2 separate regions of the Rattus norvegicus genome follow, and region 2 is linked to region 1. The links are chromatin contacts, called in public Hi-C maps. All regions are on one chromosome and are shown on one strand. The core of a region is the stretch at or near the end of the contact, and the rest is flanking DNA. Distances in the headings are between cores, read along the strand shown.

The links. Hi-C and Micro-C count contacts between places; a contact is called where the count stands out from the background.
Region 2: a Hi-C map of Schwann cells shows a contact between it and region 1, with 6 times the contacts expected there. The contact joins the enhancer-like site here to the promoter of Sh3pxd2b in region 1. A contact is called at or near these places in 6 of 12 Hi-C or Micro-C datasets (the Rat2 cell line, Schwann cells, frontal cortex and 3 more) and 1 of 1 datasets of contacts at active chromatin or transcription factors (oligodendrocytes).

The regions. Positions count from the first base shown.
Region 1 is chr10:17,418,277-17,425,958 of GRCr8, reverse strand. It overlaps Sh3pxd2b (SH3 and PX domains 2B), which reads right to left and starts at 3,012. Exons shown (of 13, transcript NM_001398763.1): 1 at 2,881-3,012. The coding sequence starts at 2,955.
Region 2 is chr10:17,667,429-17,675,110 of GRCr8, reverse strand. Stk10 (serine/threonine kinase 10) reads right to left here. Exons shown (of 21, transcript NM_019206.2): 4 at 5,773-5,922. Among named protein-coding and RNA genes, the nearest start is that of Stk10, 49 kb to the right of the region's middle. Within about 2 kb of position 3,345, at least 19 of the 93 cell types and tissues checked have an H3K27ac peak or open chromatin away from gene starts, as enhancers often do. A contact at or near this core is called in Schwann cells and kidney, where this site is marked.

The sequences.
Region 1 (7,682 bases), core at 1,763-4,262:
GAGCAGGGGACCCAGCCCTGAGCCCCAGGCACGGCTGTCTAACTGCAACCTCAGAAGCTGTGACTTGGATTCCCTTTCAGGCATGGAATCAGGGAGGGGGATGGCACAGCAGCTCCAAACGGAGGTGCGCACTGCACTGTGGTGCTGTGACTGGGGCAGAAGCACATGCTGTCACCCCTGTTAAGGACTGCATAGGATCTGTCCACACCCAAGGGTTATTATGTGCTAGAAGCTTGGTCCCATTGTCATGCTGGGAGAAGTGGCAGGACCTAAGAGGCGGGGCCTAGGGGAAGGTAGTTAGGTCATTGGTTATATGGTCTTAAAATAGATTAAGGTAGCTCTCCTAGGTAGTTCCAAAAGGGTTCGTATTACAAAAGAGCAAAGTGCCCCCTCCCCCACCTTTCTGGCTTCTAGTCTCACAGTTCACAATCTCTCCCTCTAAACATGTTCCCACCATGATGTCACCTACAACTCTGATGCGGACAAGACACCCTTTCTAGAGGCCAAGATGATGGGACAGCCCAACCTTGGGCTTCCGGCTTCCCAGGTGGCTTTTATTTTATCTTACAAAGTACCCAGCCTCAGTTACTAGACTATACAATTAAAAATAAACAAACAAACAAACAAACAGGTTAAGATGGTCCCCAAGGGGACATGCCACACTCAATATCTGGCTGTATTTTTGTCGTTACAATCGAGGAAAAGAAAGCTGCTGTGTAGAGGGCAGAAGCAAGGTAACTTCAGCCAGGCCTCCAACACCTGTCTCCACACCCACTCCTTTCAGTGTACGGAGCTTGGCGACAGGTACCGCAGTCCAGTCTGCTGCTGTTGGCTTTGGGACAATGCCACTATTAGAACCAAATTATCTGCTCCTCTGGATGACTCAGGCTGCATTCATCCATCTTCCCCCTCCCCCAATTTGGGGAACCAAAGGCTGGATGTCAGGGAGAAGGCCCCTTGTCACAGCAGTGACTCAGCCCACAAACAGAGGAACAAGTTCTCGGAACAGGCTCCCACATGATGTCGGCACGTTTTCAACCAGAGAGGCATGGACACCACAGGGCTGCAGTTAAGAAACCCCACGTCAGTCACATGGTTGCTCCCCCTGGGAGGAGGCATCATCACCACATCTTACAAAAGAGGACACAGAGACTAACAGAGGAAACAGCAACTTGGGAGCTCCAGAGCTGAGCCCCAGGCTAGGAGGCTACACAGATCTGGCTCAGGGAGCCCCTAACTGGCTGGAACCTCAGGGGTACCCCCGTCAAAGCTGCAGAAGTCTGCCAGGGAGGATGAGCCTGAGCAGATTCCCAGGTTTTAAGAGCACTTTGTCCACTTTGTGGGTGTGTGAGATGTGGGACGAGGCGTGGCCTGACGGACCAACTTCTTTGGTCCAACGGGCCTGGACTTACATGCCTGCCCTGCTCCTCACTGCGAGCTGTCTCATCCTTGAACCAGACTTGAGAAAACCACCACTAAACGTGTTGGACACCACAAGAGAGTGGAAGATGGTGCCCAGTCCTTGGTGGCTCTATCTACTCTGGGTTGGCGCATCTGGTGTCAGAAGGAGGCATGGAGAATTTCAGACTTCTTCCAGTTGGTGTGTTGCTGAAAACTGTCCCATACCCAAGAAGCAACTCAACAGGCTCCAACAAGAAACCAGACTTGGCAGCATTTGGAATACTTAAGGGGGGAAAAAGGGGGCGGGGTGTGGGGAAACCAAGACAATTTAGCTGAGCTCCGAAGCAAGGAAAACTTAGCTCTATTTAAAGATACCACAGGTCCAGGAAGCAGCCCCCGCTGGCTGGCCCAGGGCTGAGTTACCGAAGGCCTAGCCAATAACAATACATTGGAACACAGCACACCCTTTCTTGTAGAGTGTAGTGGATTCCCGGCCATCTCCTTCCAGAATTTTATGGGCGACTCAGGGAAGGCATGTATAGCGGTCTGCCTTGTAAGGATGGTTCTCTTAAACAAATAGATCCGAAAGGGGCTTCCAGAGAAGCCCCTGGCCAGCCTTCCTCCAGCCAACGCCCTTTCAAGTCATTGTTCCACACTTCTTTGTTAGGTTTTTTTTTTCCCTCCCTCTTGCTTTTTTTTTCCTTCCTGGTTAACTTCTCCAAGATTGCCACAGCCAGCTTCTTCCAGCCAGGGATACCATCCCCCTCCTCAGACCTGGAGCGAAGTCCCCAGGGCCTCTTCTAAATCCACTGTCCTACAACCCAGAACCTCTGGGGTGGAACTAGAGCTACCTCAACCTCAGACGACGTCCCCAAGCAGCCTGGGAGGCCACTTCCCACCTGAGGGTCACCGTGGACCCCAGGCTCACCTTCCACATTTTAGAACCCTCAGCCTCTGGGCCTCAACCTTCCCATCTGCAAAAGGATGTCAGGGACCCATTTTTCTCCACACCTTGGCAGCTCCAAACAAAATTCTCATTTCACAGAGGGGGGGTTACTCCTGGGAAACTTTCCCACATTGTTAAGCGGAAGTTACAGGAAAGGGGCGCTCAAATGACCCATACCCAGAAGGATGAGGGGCTTGGTTGGCTGGTCTTATGAGGCTGGGTGCCTTGGGTAGGACGGTGGCCTGAGACCCACGCCTCCGTGGGTTTCTCTCCTGGTTTCTGTCTTCGTCTCCAGCAGCGGCTGGGGCCAGACTTTTGCACGGGTGGGCAAGGCGAGAGCTCGCGAGGAGATGGCGGGGACCAGGGGGCGAGTGAGGAGATGGCGGGGAAGGCGCAGGGAGCATGGGCGCGTGGGGAGACAGACCGCAGGGAGAGCGTGGGGACCCGGGGCGCGTGGGGAGATGGCGGTGAGGGCGCGGGGCACAAGTTCTGCGCGGGGCTGGGGTCGCCGCGTGGCGCGGACGCCGACTCACATAATGCTTGTTGGGCACCCGCCTCTTCTGCACGTCCAGCACCTTCACCTCCACGATACTGCGCCGCGGCGGCATGGCCGTTCTCCGCGCCCAGCGCCGTGCGGGCCGGGCCGGGCCAAAGCGATCCTTGCCGCCGAGCACTTGCGGCCGCCGCCACCGCCCTCCGCGCCCCGCCCCTGCCCGCCCCCGCGCCGCCCGCCCACCCCGCTTAAAGGGCCCGCCCGGCCCGGCCCGGCCACGTCCGCCCGCGGGCCTTTGTCCCCGCGCCCGGCGGGACGGAGCGCTCCGCCCCCCGCGCCGGGGCCTGGCGACTCTAAACCCAGGCACCCAAGCAGCCTCCTCGAGCTCTCCATCTCCGAAATGGGTTCAATGGGGGTTGCCCATCCCCCTTGGTGTCTGCGAACCGCGGGCGTGCCAGTCGCTTTTAAGCCGATCGCTCGCCCCCAGCCCTGGGGGTTCAGGGGAGAAGCGGCGGTCCTTAGGTCTCTTGGGTTTACTGTCTGTGACAGTGAGAGAAAAACTGTAAGAATACCCTGGCAGCAGGGCCGCGCGAATGTGAGCGAGAGCAAGGATGCTGGATAGGTAGCCCCTGACCCCGCAGGGAACTGAGTCCACACCTGGCCCTATGCCCTGTCCTTAACAGGGATGCCCACTTAAAGTCTCACAACACCTGACTGAAGTATGTGTGTGGGGGGGCTGCTTGATTAATCGCCTTTTAACAGAGGACCTAACTGAGGACAGCCTCCAAATTCATGGAGCAGGTGGGTCAAACCCATGGTTGCCCCACACTAAGCAAATCAAAGCTAAAAGTAACTCCACATCTTTTTCCCCTAGCCTCCTAGCATTGGTTGGGTAACTGACAGATGCTGGCTAAATGAATGAATGAATGACCGGACACATAGAATACCATGGGTAGGATGTTCAGATTGAAGATAGTGTTCTCACAGCCACTAAGCAGGGCTCTTCAGGGACCTTCTCACTCATAGTCCAAGATCATCGGAAGAGTTTCTTGAGGGAGGGCTCTCCTCTGCCAGGCAGGCCTTACTGATTCCCTCTGGAAACCCCTCCATTGCCTGTTTGACTTCTTTGCCCATGCCTTCTGCCATTCTAGCCTTGAAGGCTGACCTGGATGGTCTTGAGGAGAAAAAGTCTTAGTAATCCTCCTCCCCCAGCTCCCTTCCTTCAGAATTGTCTTTCCCAAAGACCATTTTGTGCCAAAGATAGTTTCGTGCTGCCCCAGGCACAGGACCATTTTCTTGGCTCTCTTGACAAACAGACTCTTGATTAAGCTGTTCTCACTGACATCCCCCCTCCCCCGTGGACAGCGACATCTATGTGGGACCAGGCGGTGGGTCTGACCTGGGGAGGTTATATTGTTCCTGCCTGCAGCTGTAGTGCCAGCATCACATCCCCTCATTCTTGCCCCACTCCCCACCCCCCACCCCCATCCCCCATCCCCATCTGCTGATTTCTGTCTGTGAGTTGGATCACTCTGGGTCACTCAGGACCTTCGAGTCTTGCAGCCTTTGTCCTTGGGTATCTGGCTCATTTCAGTTAACACTCACAAGATGTATCTGCCTCTGTGCTCCCTGATTCAGGACCTTCTTCCTTTTTGTGGCCGAATATTATTTCATTGTGTGTTTCTTACCCGTTTTCTTTGTTCACGTATCTGTGGTCACTTTGGCTATTGCCACCTTTGGGCTATTGTGACTAAGGCTGCTGGGAATGTTGACATTCAGATATCCGTTCAAAGTCCTTACTCATATACTTTAGAGTATGTTCTGGATAGATTTCTGGATTGCATGGTAATTCTACCTGGATTTGTTCATTCCACTTCCTGGTGGCCATTTTATATTTATTTTATGTATATGTACACCTGTGTACCTGCATGCTAGAAGAGGGCATTAGATCCCATTACAGATGGTTGTGAGCCACCATGTGGTTGCTGGGAACTGAACTCAGGACCTCTGGAAGAGCAGTCAGGGCTCTTAACCGCTGAGCCATCTCTCCAGCCCATCCGAAGTGCACAAGACAGGAGGCCCCGCTTTCTCCTCTATGCTCCCCTCGCCTCTTACTTTCTGCTTCTTCTATTGTTCCCGGACCACACCACCCAGTGGTGTCAGGAGTGACTCACTGGAGCTTTTGTTTGCATTTCCCCAGTGATTAATGACAGAGGAAAAAAAAACGCCTGTTCAAACTCTGCCGGATTTTACATAGGGGATCAGTGCTTTTCTCCTGCTGTTGTGAATCAAGTGGGAGGGAAATCCCACTTGGATCCTAAACTTACTCTAGCCCAGCCGCCAGCCTAATGGTATTTGTTGAGGTCTGTCCATGAGCTTGGCGCTGGCCTGGCACTTCCGTGCATCTTGTCTTACCGGAGTCGCATAGCCCTGTGAGGTACAAGCCATTCTTTCTGTTTGCCCATGAGGGGAGGTTGGAGAAGTGTAAACAGATGGGTACTTCCCTGTGATGATATTGCTGGAATGACAGGGCATCTGCAGAGAGTCTGACTTCAAGCTTTGTGTTCAGCCATAAATCTAACAGGGCATGTCATGCGGGGCCTGCGGTTGGGCAAGTCCCTTGGTCTTCTCACCTGTAGGCGGTATGAGAACAGCCAGTCTTGGAGGCTTGTCTGAGGGAGGTACTTCATGGAAAGTATCTATACTGCGATTTTTCTAACGGGTAAACTGGTAATAGCCAAACTCTCCTTTAAATCTCACTCTCAGGTTCAACTTTAATCTTGGTGTTGCCCAAATTCCATCCATGTTTTTTCTTACTCTGAACCTCTTTTATCTCCTGATCACATGTCCAGCCTCACTGACTACCAGTCACCTCTCGTTTGGTTCCCAAGTGCTGGGGAAATGGCTCAGGGATAGAGCATGTATTAAGCAAGCATAAAGACCTGAGTTTGAATCCCTAATAATCATATAAAAAATTGAGTGCAGTGACCTACGTCTGTAAGCTTTCCACTGGGGTAGGGGACACAAGACAGACAGATCCCAGGGGCTTGCTAGCCAGGTAGTCTAGCCAATATGTGAGCCTCAGATTCAGTGAGAGAGCCCATCTCAAAAAATAATGAAGAAAGGAACCAAGAAAAACATGTGGAGCACTGGACTCCAAAGTCCACACAGGAAAGAGCACTCACACACACACCTAGACATACAGGGAGACACCACACATGCCATAGTTTGCCAACTTGACTTGAAACCTAGACACCTGGGAAGAGAGAATCTCAACCGAAGAATTGTCTCCATCAGATTGGCCTGCGCTCATGTCTGATAGCTAATGGATAAAGAGGACCTAGCCCACTGTGGGCAGTGTCATTCCCTAGGCAGATGGGCCTTGGTTGCATAACGAAGGCAAGCCAGGGGAGCTAGCCAGTCACCAGTGTTCCTTTATGGGCTCTGCTTCAGTCTGCCCCAACTTCCCTCAGTGATGGATGACCTGGGAGTTGGAAAATGAAATAAATCCCTTCCTCTCCAATTTGCTTTTGGTCATGGTGTTTTATCACAGAAACAGAAGACTAATTAGAACAACACACAAAAATAAAAGAGAAGGAAGAAAAAAGGACCCATGGGGAAGCTCAGAGGGTAAAGATGCTTGTTGCCAAGACTGATACCAACCTGTGTTTGATCCCTGGGAGTCATGTGGTGGAAGGAGAGAATTCTCTTACGTTGTCCTCTGCACTCCATACATGGGTTGTGACACACCTGCACGAGCGTGCATATGCACAGAAACAAACAAATATCGAGCCAACAAGAGCAGCTCTGGTGGTCCCCAGCTCCAAAAAAAAAAAAAAAAAAAAAAAAAAAGCAGCTCTGGGAGGTAACCCCATCCCAGCCCTGCACCCCTGTGAGTGCATTCCAGACAGATCTGCCTCCTCCTCATGGTGCCTAATGCTTTCAGTTTCCCAAGCTAACACCCTTGACACCATTGCTACGCATTCCAGTTTAACCCTTAACACCACCGGCCAACTGGACTTTGGGCCCTTCCTGTTCAGAAAAAAAACAGCCTGTGAGACAGGTTCATTATCCCACCTTCTTACGGGGTCTGTCTTAGTTAGGGTTTTACTGCTGCAAATAGACACCATGACCAAGGCAACTCTTCATAAGGACAACATTTAATTGGGGCTACAGGTTCAGAGGTTCAGTCCATTATCACCAAAGTGGGAACTTGGCCACATCCAAGCAGGCATGGGGCAGGAGGAGAGCTCTCCATCTTCATCTGAAGGCAGCTAGCAGAATCCTGACTTCCAGGCAGCTAGGACGAGAGTCTTAAAGCCCACACCCACAGTGACACACCTACTCCAGCAGGGCCACACCTTTTAATAGTGCCATTTCCTGGGCCTAACATATTCAAACCATCACAGGGTCCTCAGGTCTCTCTCTCTCTCTCTCTCTCTCTCTCTCTCTCTCTCTCTCTCTCTCTCTCTCTCTCTCTCTGTTTTGTTTTAAGAAAAGGAGAGCTTGAGAGATGGCTCAACAGTTAAGAGCTCTTGTTGCTCTTGCAAACAACCAGAGTCTGGTTCCTTGAAGCCATCAGGGATGGCTCATACCCTGTATCTCTAGCTCCAGAGGATCTGGCGCCCTCTTCTGTCCTCTGTAGGCACTTACATCCACACACATACAAATAAAATAAACATATCTTAGCAGAAAAGGAGAAAAAAAAAACTTCAGGGAAGGGCTATACCTTAGACAGTTGCCCCATTTCACAGTCATCTGTGGTTTAATGATAGGCACACAGTCTCCAGGATGCCCCCTGCAGGCTGGTGTAGGAGTGTAATGAGGGTGCCCCCTGCAGGA
Region 2 (7,682 bases), core at 2,096-4,595, 250 kb before region 1:
TGTCCCACATTCTCTATTACATTTTATTTATTTATTTATTTATTTATTTATTTATTTATTTATTTATTTTTGGAGCTGGGGACAGAACCCAGGGCCTTGCGCTTGTTAGGCAAGCGCTCTACCACTGAGCTAAATCCCCAACCCCACATTTTATTATTTTTATCTTATCTTATCACAGTCTGCATGTGGAGGTCAGAGGACAAACTTGCAGAAGTCGGTTCTCTCCTTTCCACCATGTAGGCCCTGGGGATCAAACTCAGGCCACCAGGATAGGCAGGCAGCAGCTGCCCCACTGTATGCTGTCAGCAGTAACCCTGGTCCTGGCTGCAGATGTCTATAAACAGATCTAGAAAACAGACAGAGGCTTCCAGAAGCAGCATTCAGAAGAATGTCAAACTGGAAGCCACTGAACTCACTGCTGGAGCTCAGAGGCAGATGGTTAAGCTATGCTTCTCCTCGGCTACGAAAAAGCATACAGCCCTAAAAAAGGAACATGGCTGTGGACCTGACCAGAAGTAACACTCCGAGACAGAAAGCACACGTAGCATCATCCCAGCCGCATTTAAAATCCAACCTCTGCATACTGCATGTACCCAAACTCAGCTGCACCCAAAAGCTCAGTGGTCAGCTCCCCAGGTGAAAGGTTTTGGTGGGGACAGCCACAGAGGCCCTTGGTCTATTTATTCTTTTTCCTTTGCACGATTTTATTCTTTAAACCATTTTCGATGGAGTGCACCGTTTTCACGGTTTAGAAAACAGAAACACCTCTAGCAATGCTATTGGGGTTTACTTTTCTCTCTTTCCCTCCCTCTCTTATGTAAAACACAGGATGTGGTTAAGGAAGACTTTGCAATCTGCTGAGAGGTATATGTGCTGGGAGTAGAAAGGAGGGGCTGAGGCAAGTGTGAGCTAAGTGAGACCCCATGGCCCAGCAACTCCCAGAGGAGGCTCCAGGAGCCAGAAGTTGGCACACTCCTGGAGTGGCTGGCTGGCTGGCAACATGATCTGACACACTTAATACCCAGCCCAGAGCTAACAGGTAACCTGTTTTGCATGTGTATGAAATAACGGTGGCCGTGAGCAACACTCACGGATGTGGGGAAACAGGCGGATAAGGTTCGATTTTAAAAGGCAGACGAGCACAGAAAGACAAAAATCTGCAACTTATCTGAGAATCTCCCAGAAGTGGGGTGAGGGAGGTGGGGAGGGAGAAGGGGTGAGTGGGGGGAGCGGGGAGGGGAGACGGGGAGCTAGGATAGATAGATGAGTAGGCTGGAGTCGGGGGAGCTGGGAGGACCAGGAGGGATGAGGGTGGGTGCAAGGTAGAGCCTTTGTTTTAAGGCAAGAACAATGACTGACTGCCTCGAAATCAAATCGATTTTAAATGTTCTTCTCAAAACAGCAAGTGGCCGAAGGCATGGCCACAATAGCCGCAAGGTCTGATCATGTCACCCTGCACCCCATAAATGTACATATTTCTTGTGTTTCTGTTAAAAATAAAAAATATATACATATTTAGAAAGAGAGTCTAGGGGTTGGGGATTTGGCTCAGTGGTAGAGAGCTTGCCTAGCAAGCGCAAGGCCCTGGGTTCAGTTCCCAGCTCTGGAAAAAAAAAAGAAAGAAAGAAAGAAAGAAAGAAAGAAAGAAAGAAAGAAAGAAAGAAAGAAAAAGAGAGTCTAGAGGCAAGGGCTACAGTTGACTGAAAGTACTTCCCTCTACCCAGCATGCTCTGGGCTTGAGTCCCAGCACCACACAAAAATAAAACTCAACAAAATACTAGTTTTCCCTGGATTCACACATGCATCTTTCTGACTTCACTACCAATGAATACCTTGAAGTTCATGCACACGCACTCTACCCTGGCCCCGCCCCATCTCTTTCTTAGAGACCTCACTACACGGCCCTGGTTGGCCTCTAACTTTCTATGTAGACCAAGCTAGCCTCTAACTCTGTCTGGGAGTAAAGACAAGTACAACTGCTCCCAGACACTCGAAGTACGTTTTATGCATGTATAAAAATCTTTTCTGGGGGTTGGGGATTTAGCTCAGTGGTAGAGCGCTTGCCTAGGAAGCGCAAGGCCCTGGGTTCGGTCCCCAGCTCCGAAAAAAAGAACCAAAAAAAAAAAAAAAGCAAAAAAACAAAATGCAACTTTGGGCTGGAGAGATGGCTCAGCGGTTAAGAGCACCCAACTGCTCTTCCAGAGGTCATGAGTTCAATTCCCAGCAACCACATGGTGGCTCACAACCATCTGTAAAGAGATCCCATGCCCTCTTCTGGTGTATCTGAAGACAGCTACAGTGTACTTATATATAATAAATAAATAAATCTTTAAAAAAAAAAATCTTTTCTGGAGGATTAAAAGCATCCCCCGCACAAACCTAAGTTGAAATGTTTGAAGATACATGGCAAGTTCTGTTCCTGTGCCCCCAGGTGATCAACACAGGCACAAGACACAACAGCTTCCCCCCAGAAGCCAGGGAGTATGAAGAGGATTGGGTGCTGGGTAGGGATGTGGGTGCCCCCATAACAACCCCGCTCAGTCACCTGGAACCCATCCAAACGCCATACAACAGTAGCCAGGTCCCTCATGGGTCCACAGGAAAGCAAGGTCTAGAAAGGGCTGTGACCTGCTGGACCAGGGTGGGAGGAAAGGAGTGGAGGCTCCAGCCCTCCCCAGGGCTCCCAGGGGCCACCTTCCTGGGGATCCCTGATAGGGTAACAGCAGCCAGTGGCTCAGCTGGACTCACTAGCCAGAGGCTTCTCCTAATTACAGGATGATCTGCCCTCCCTGAGGGTGTCACAGCCAACAGCAGCAGGCAGGGAGGGGACAGGATGCTAACGTGATCAGAGACACACCGCTCCACTCCTGGGGCCCTCAGTTTCCTCAAGCCCTTGTAATCCAGTCATGAAACTGGAAGGACCACCCTTACCCAGACAAGCTTTCTATTGTATTTTCTGTAGATTTGGGGTAACTATATATACCCTATTAGTAGAGCCTGTTCGCTCAGGGGCTCCCCGCTATCTTCACCTTCTTATCGCTGCATCTGTTGATTGATCGATCGATCGATTGATTGCTTCTCTTCTCCCTATATCACCCCAAACCTCAACTACAAAAGCAGTCTTCTGAGCTGGCTTCCTGCGCCCCACCCCCGACCCCCTTAGTCACAGGCTAAGAACAATGACTTGTTTCTCTGGCCTAATCCTCTCTTCCTCTGAAAAGGCCATCTAGCCCACCTCCTGCCCACTAACACAAAAAGGAAGGAGGACTTCCGCACCGAGCCCCGGCTCCTCCCTCCATGCCAGAGGCCTACAAGCTGGGCCAATCACAGCACGCTGAGCCAGGCTGAGCCAATCAGAGGCCTTCGCTAGCATTACTGACAGCGCGGCCTCCAATGGCTTCTAGTATATCTTACGGGTCCACGTAAGGAAATGTAGAACTTGATCTTATCAGAATCTTTTTGAGACTGGGGTTCTCTAGAAAGGCAGAAGTTAGGGAGGCCAAGCAGTGCTCTGTGTGGCTCTAACCAACCACATACTCCTAGCTGCCTCTTCTCCCCACTTCGGTTCTAAGAGATGAGCATTCCCTGACTGGACACACAGGAGGTGGGGTTTGTTTACTACAAGCCTCCAGGCGTCTACAAGAGTGTAGTGGCTTGCACGTCAGCTCTGCAGCCAGATGATTTGGTCTGAACCCCAGTTGCTTCTCTTACTAGCTGTGTGATACTGGGTGAAAGAATTAACCTCTATGAGCTACAAAGTCCTCCTCTGCAAAATGCAGTCGGTGACCTTTGAGGCTGACGTGAGCGCCCAAGTATTCAACACTGGCGCACAGTGCAGCTGCTGCAGTACGGCATAACTGCAATTCAGCTTTTAGTTTAGTGGTTTCCGATTGTTGCTCATGTCAGTCCAAAACATTATCAACCTTGCTCTGGGGGAGGGGGGAGGGGCGGAGAGGCCGGTTTTATGACAACTTCATACAAGCCAGAAAGGAAGTCAACTTCAGTTGAGAAAACAAGACCGGGCTCTACATCAGGTGGCCTCTGTGGGAGCGGTGATTCCCTTTGCCCCTCACTCTCGCCATCCGCTGCAGTCGGGGGAGCTTGCTACTAGGTCATGAGAACAGGAGAGCTGGTCTTACCCCCTTGCCATCAGCAGCACAGGAGAGCAGGCCCTGCACCTCACTTGGACAGCACAGCAGATCTGGCCCTGTGGGCATGAGTTAGGGAGAGCTGGCCCCTACCACACATCTTGCTAGCTCTGTGTCCCAGAGCTGGCCCTAGTCCTCTCTGAGCCCTCTCTGGACTCCTCTGACTGACTGTGCCCTTTCTGCCTCCACCCTCACGTCACCCCTGCAGTTCTCATGGAGGCTCCATGGTTACAGCTTCTCCCATGTCCCTAAAACCAAGGCGCCCACTGGACGAAGTAAAAAGGCCTACACCTCCATGCTGGAGGGGTGAGGAGGTGTGGCGAACGCTGCAGTGAACTGGTATCAGACATTACTGGGCAGTGGAGCTGAATGCTATCAAGTCAGTGGGAACCAGGGTGCTGCCTCCTGCTGCATGAGCTCTCTCCACCCTCCTGCTCCCTGAGCCCAGCACACACTAGGATGCACACAGAACACTGAGGGGCACTGGGGACCAATGTGGTGGACGTGTCCACATAAAGAAGCCGGAGGTCCTTCTAGCTCTCTCCCTAACCCCTCCTGTGCTTGTGGATGGTATGATATACACACGTGGATTGTATAATATATGCATGTGGGTTGCATGATATGCATATGTGGGTCGTATGACATATGCATGTGGGTTGTATGATATACACATGTGGATTGTATGATATACGCATGTGGGTTGTATGATATACACATATGGATTGTATGATATACGCATGTGGGTTGTATGATATATGCACGTTGGTTGTATGATATGCATATGTGAGTTGTATGATATGCATATGTGGCTTGTATGATATACACATGTAGATTTATGATATGCATATGTGGGTTGTATGATATACACATGTGGATTGCATGATATACACATGTGGGTTGTATGATATACACATGTGGGTTGTATAACATACACATGTGCTGCCCATCAAATGGCAGAATTACAGGCATGTTACTTAATGGTGCAGAAAGAAAGATGAGAGGCTCTCAGAGCCACGCCTCTGGGGAATGACAGTGGGAAACAGCAGGAGAGAACACATGTGGTGACTAGCTAGAATCTTACAAAGAATACAAAGAAAAAGGAGATTTAAAAAAAATCAATTTTGATGCTCAGTTTATCTTTGATCACACTCATGGGTGTATCTGGGGGTTCCATCAATTGTGTATTGAAAAAAATTTGGTGGGGGGAGGGGGACAGCAAGATGGCTCAGTGGGTCAACGCGCTTAGGTACAGACCTCTCCCATTGGAGTCTGTCAAACTGGAAGCTCACTTGAATCAGGCTCTGGCATCATGGCTGTTTGTGTATTCCACATGATGCTGGTCAGCACCCCGGCCTCTACTCACGAGATTCAAGTGACACCTTCACCCCCAGTTATCTCCGTGCTGCCAAATGTCCCCTGACGCTGGTTGAAAAGCACTAGAGTAGCTTGTGGTCCAAGGACACAGGGAGAACTGTTGGTACCTTGGTAGGGGTGGCTGTGTGTGTGAGGACCCCACACTCACTTACAGGCCCAGGTCCTGCCCCCTTGAGCTGCACTGGCCAGGTGGCACCGTCAGCCAGGACACCTGAACTCAGACAGTGCTTGTCCCTCAAGCCCTTCTTACCCAGCCTGATGTCCCCCTCCAGGGTCATAAGCACGTTGCCAGCTTTCAGGTCGCGGTGGATGATTCTCTTGCCGTGCAGGAAGTTGAGAGCCTCCAACATCTGGCGGCAAACGACCTGAATCTGGGGCTCAGTGAGGCCTCGATCCAGCTCTGGAAAAGAGGAACGCTGTCATCACTGAATAGCCCTCGAGGGGCCAGCACCAAACCATTTCCTGGTTGACACCTGACCCTACACAGTGCCAGCACCAGGCTCTTGCCAGATCTGCACCAGACCTTCTCTAGGCCAGCGTTAGGGAGCATCTGCAGAACCCTGTAGGCATACAGACCAATTCTGTCCCCACAATACAACCACAGGGCCGACAGAGCTGTTCTCCCTGGCACACAGATGTGGCCACCGAGGCTCAGAGGACTACTTGCTGAAGGTCACTTTAGAGATTCAAAGCTTCAGAGTTCAGGTTCACAAATAGCCCACTGAGATGCAGGGCACCTATGGGAGGATTTGGGGCGCCTTGGTCCATTTTGCTGTGGTAACTGACACAGAAAGGGTTCTGGTTTTATAGGCTAGAAGTCGCAACAGCATGGCATCACCCCACAAAGGTCCTTGTGCTGTGTGTACATGGTGAGATAGCAAGTGTGCTAGTGGGTCACTGATGTCACCATGGGGCTGCCTCACGACCTCATCTAACTCTAATTTTCTCCCAGAGACCCACCTGCAAACTCTGTTTGAGGGTGAATCTGAGGGTTAAGTTTGCAGCATATGAGCTTTTGAAGGACACACTCAAGCTACAACACAATGAGTGCTTCTAATGGGTTAGGGTCACAGCAGAGTGATGCTTAGGACCAGGTGGGGACCGGGTAGGGACAGGACCCCCTGTACACAGACAGGCCAGGACACACAGCAATCCCATCTGAATGAATGAGTCGCAGAGGCACAGAGTGCTTGACCTCAGAGCACATGCAGCCCAGGTCACAGAGCCAGCAGAAACAAAGGCTTGGCAGTGGTATCAGGAAACGTAGCGGTGGACCAGAGAGCCACCATCTCACCCAGAGCCTTCTAGATGCTGTCTGGGGAGTCTCCACAACCATAGAGCGTTTGTTTGGAGACATAGCCCTCCTCTGAGGTCAAGATTCGTAGACCCGAGCCGGTGGGGGACAGGAAAACCATTCTCGAAAAGGGAGAGGCTATGCGGAAGACACAGTATGATGGAACAGGACTGTAAGTCTTTTCTGTGGTGGCTGCATGCAACTGGAAATTTAATATGAAATCCAATATGAAGTGCATCTGGGTAGCCAGGCATGCAATTGGGAGTTTGCTCTTAAAAGCGTCCCTCTAGGGGCTGGAGAAGTGGTACACAAATGTAGTTCCAGATTGGAAGGTGGAAACAGGAGCATCCGAGGTCTTCCTCAGCTCCATAGGGAGCTAAGAGGTTCAAGGTCTTCCTCAGCTCCACGGGGAGTTAAGAGGCCAGCACACACGCACACACCCACTGCTCCACCTGCCTGTGCACACACATGCACAAGAATAAACAGATACTCTTTCCAGATCTATAACCAAAGATTAATGAGATACATCCTGGGCAGGCACTGATCACAAACCGTTCTTGTTTTGGGTAAGGCTAGAGGTTGTCCCCCAATGGCTCACATTCTGATGTCTAGTGTGGGAGTGTGCAGGTGAGGGAGCCTTTAAGAGGTGGGAGCGAAGTCTAGATGATTAGATAAAGAGCCCCACCCTCAGAAGAAATAAGCCTGGTGTCAGTTCTTGCAGGAGCCAAAAGTTATAAAAAGAGTAGGACACTGGCCACGGAGGTACACACGTTATAATCCTAGGGCTCCCAAAGCAGAGGGCAGGAGGATCTCTGTGAGGCCAAAGCCAACCTAGTAAGGTCCTGGCCAGTTACATAGTGAGACCC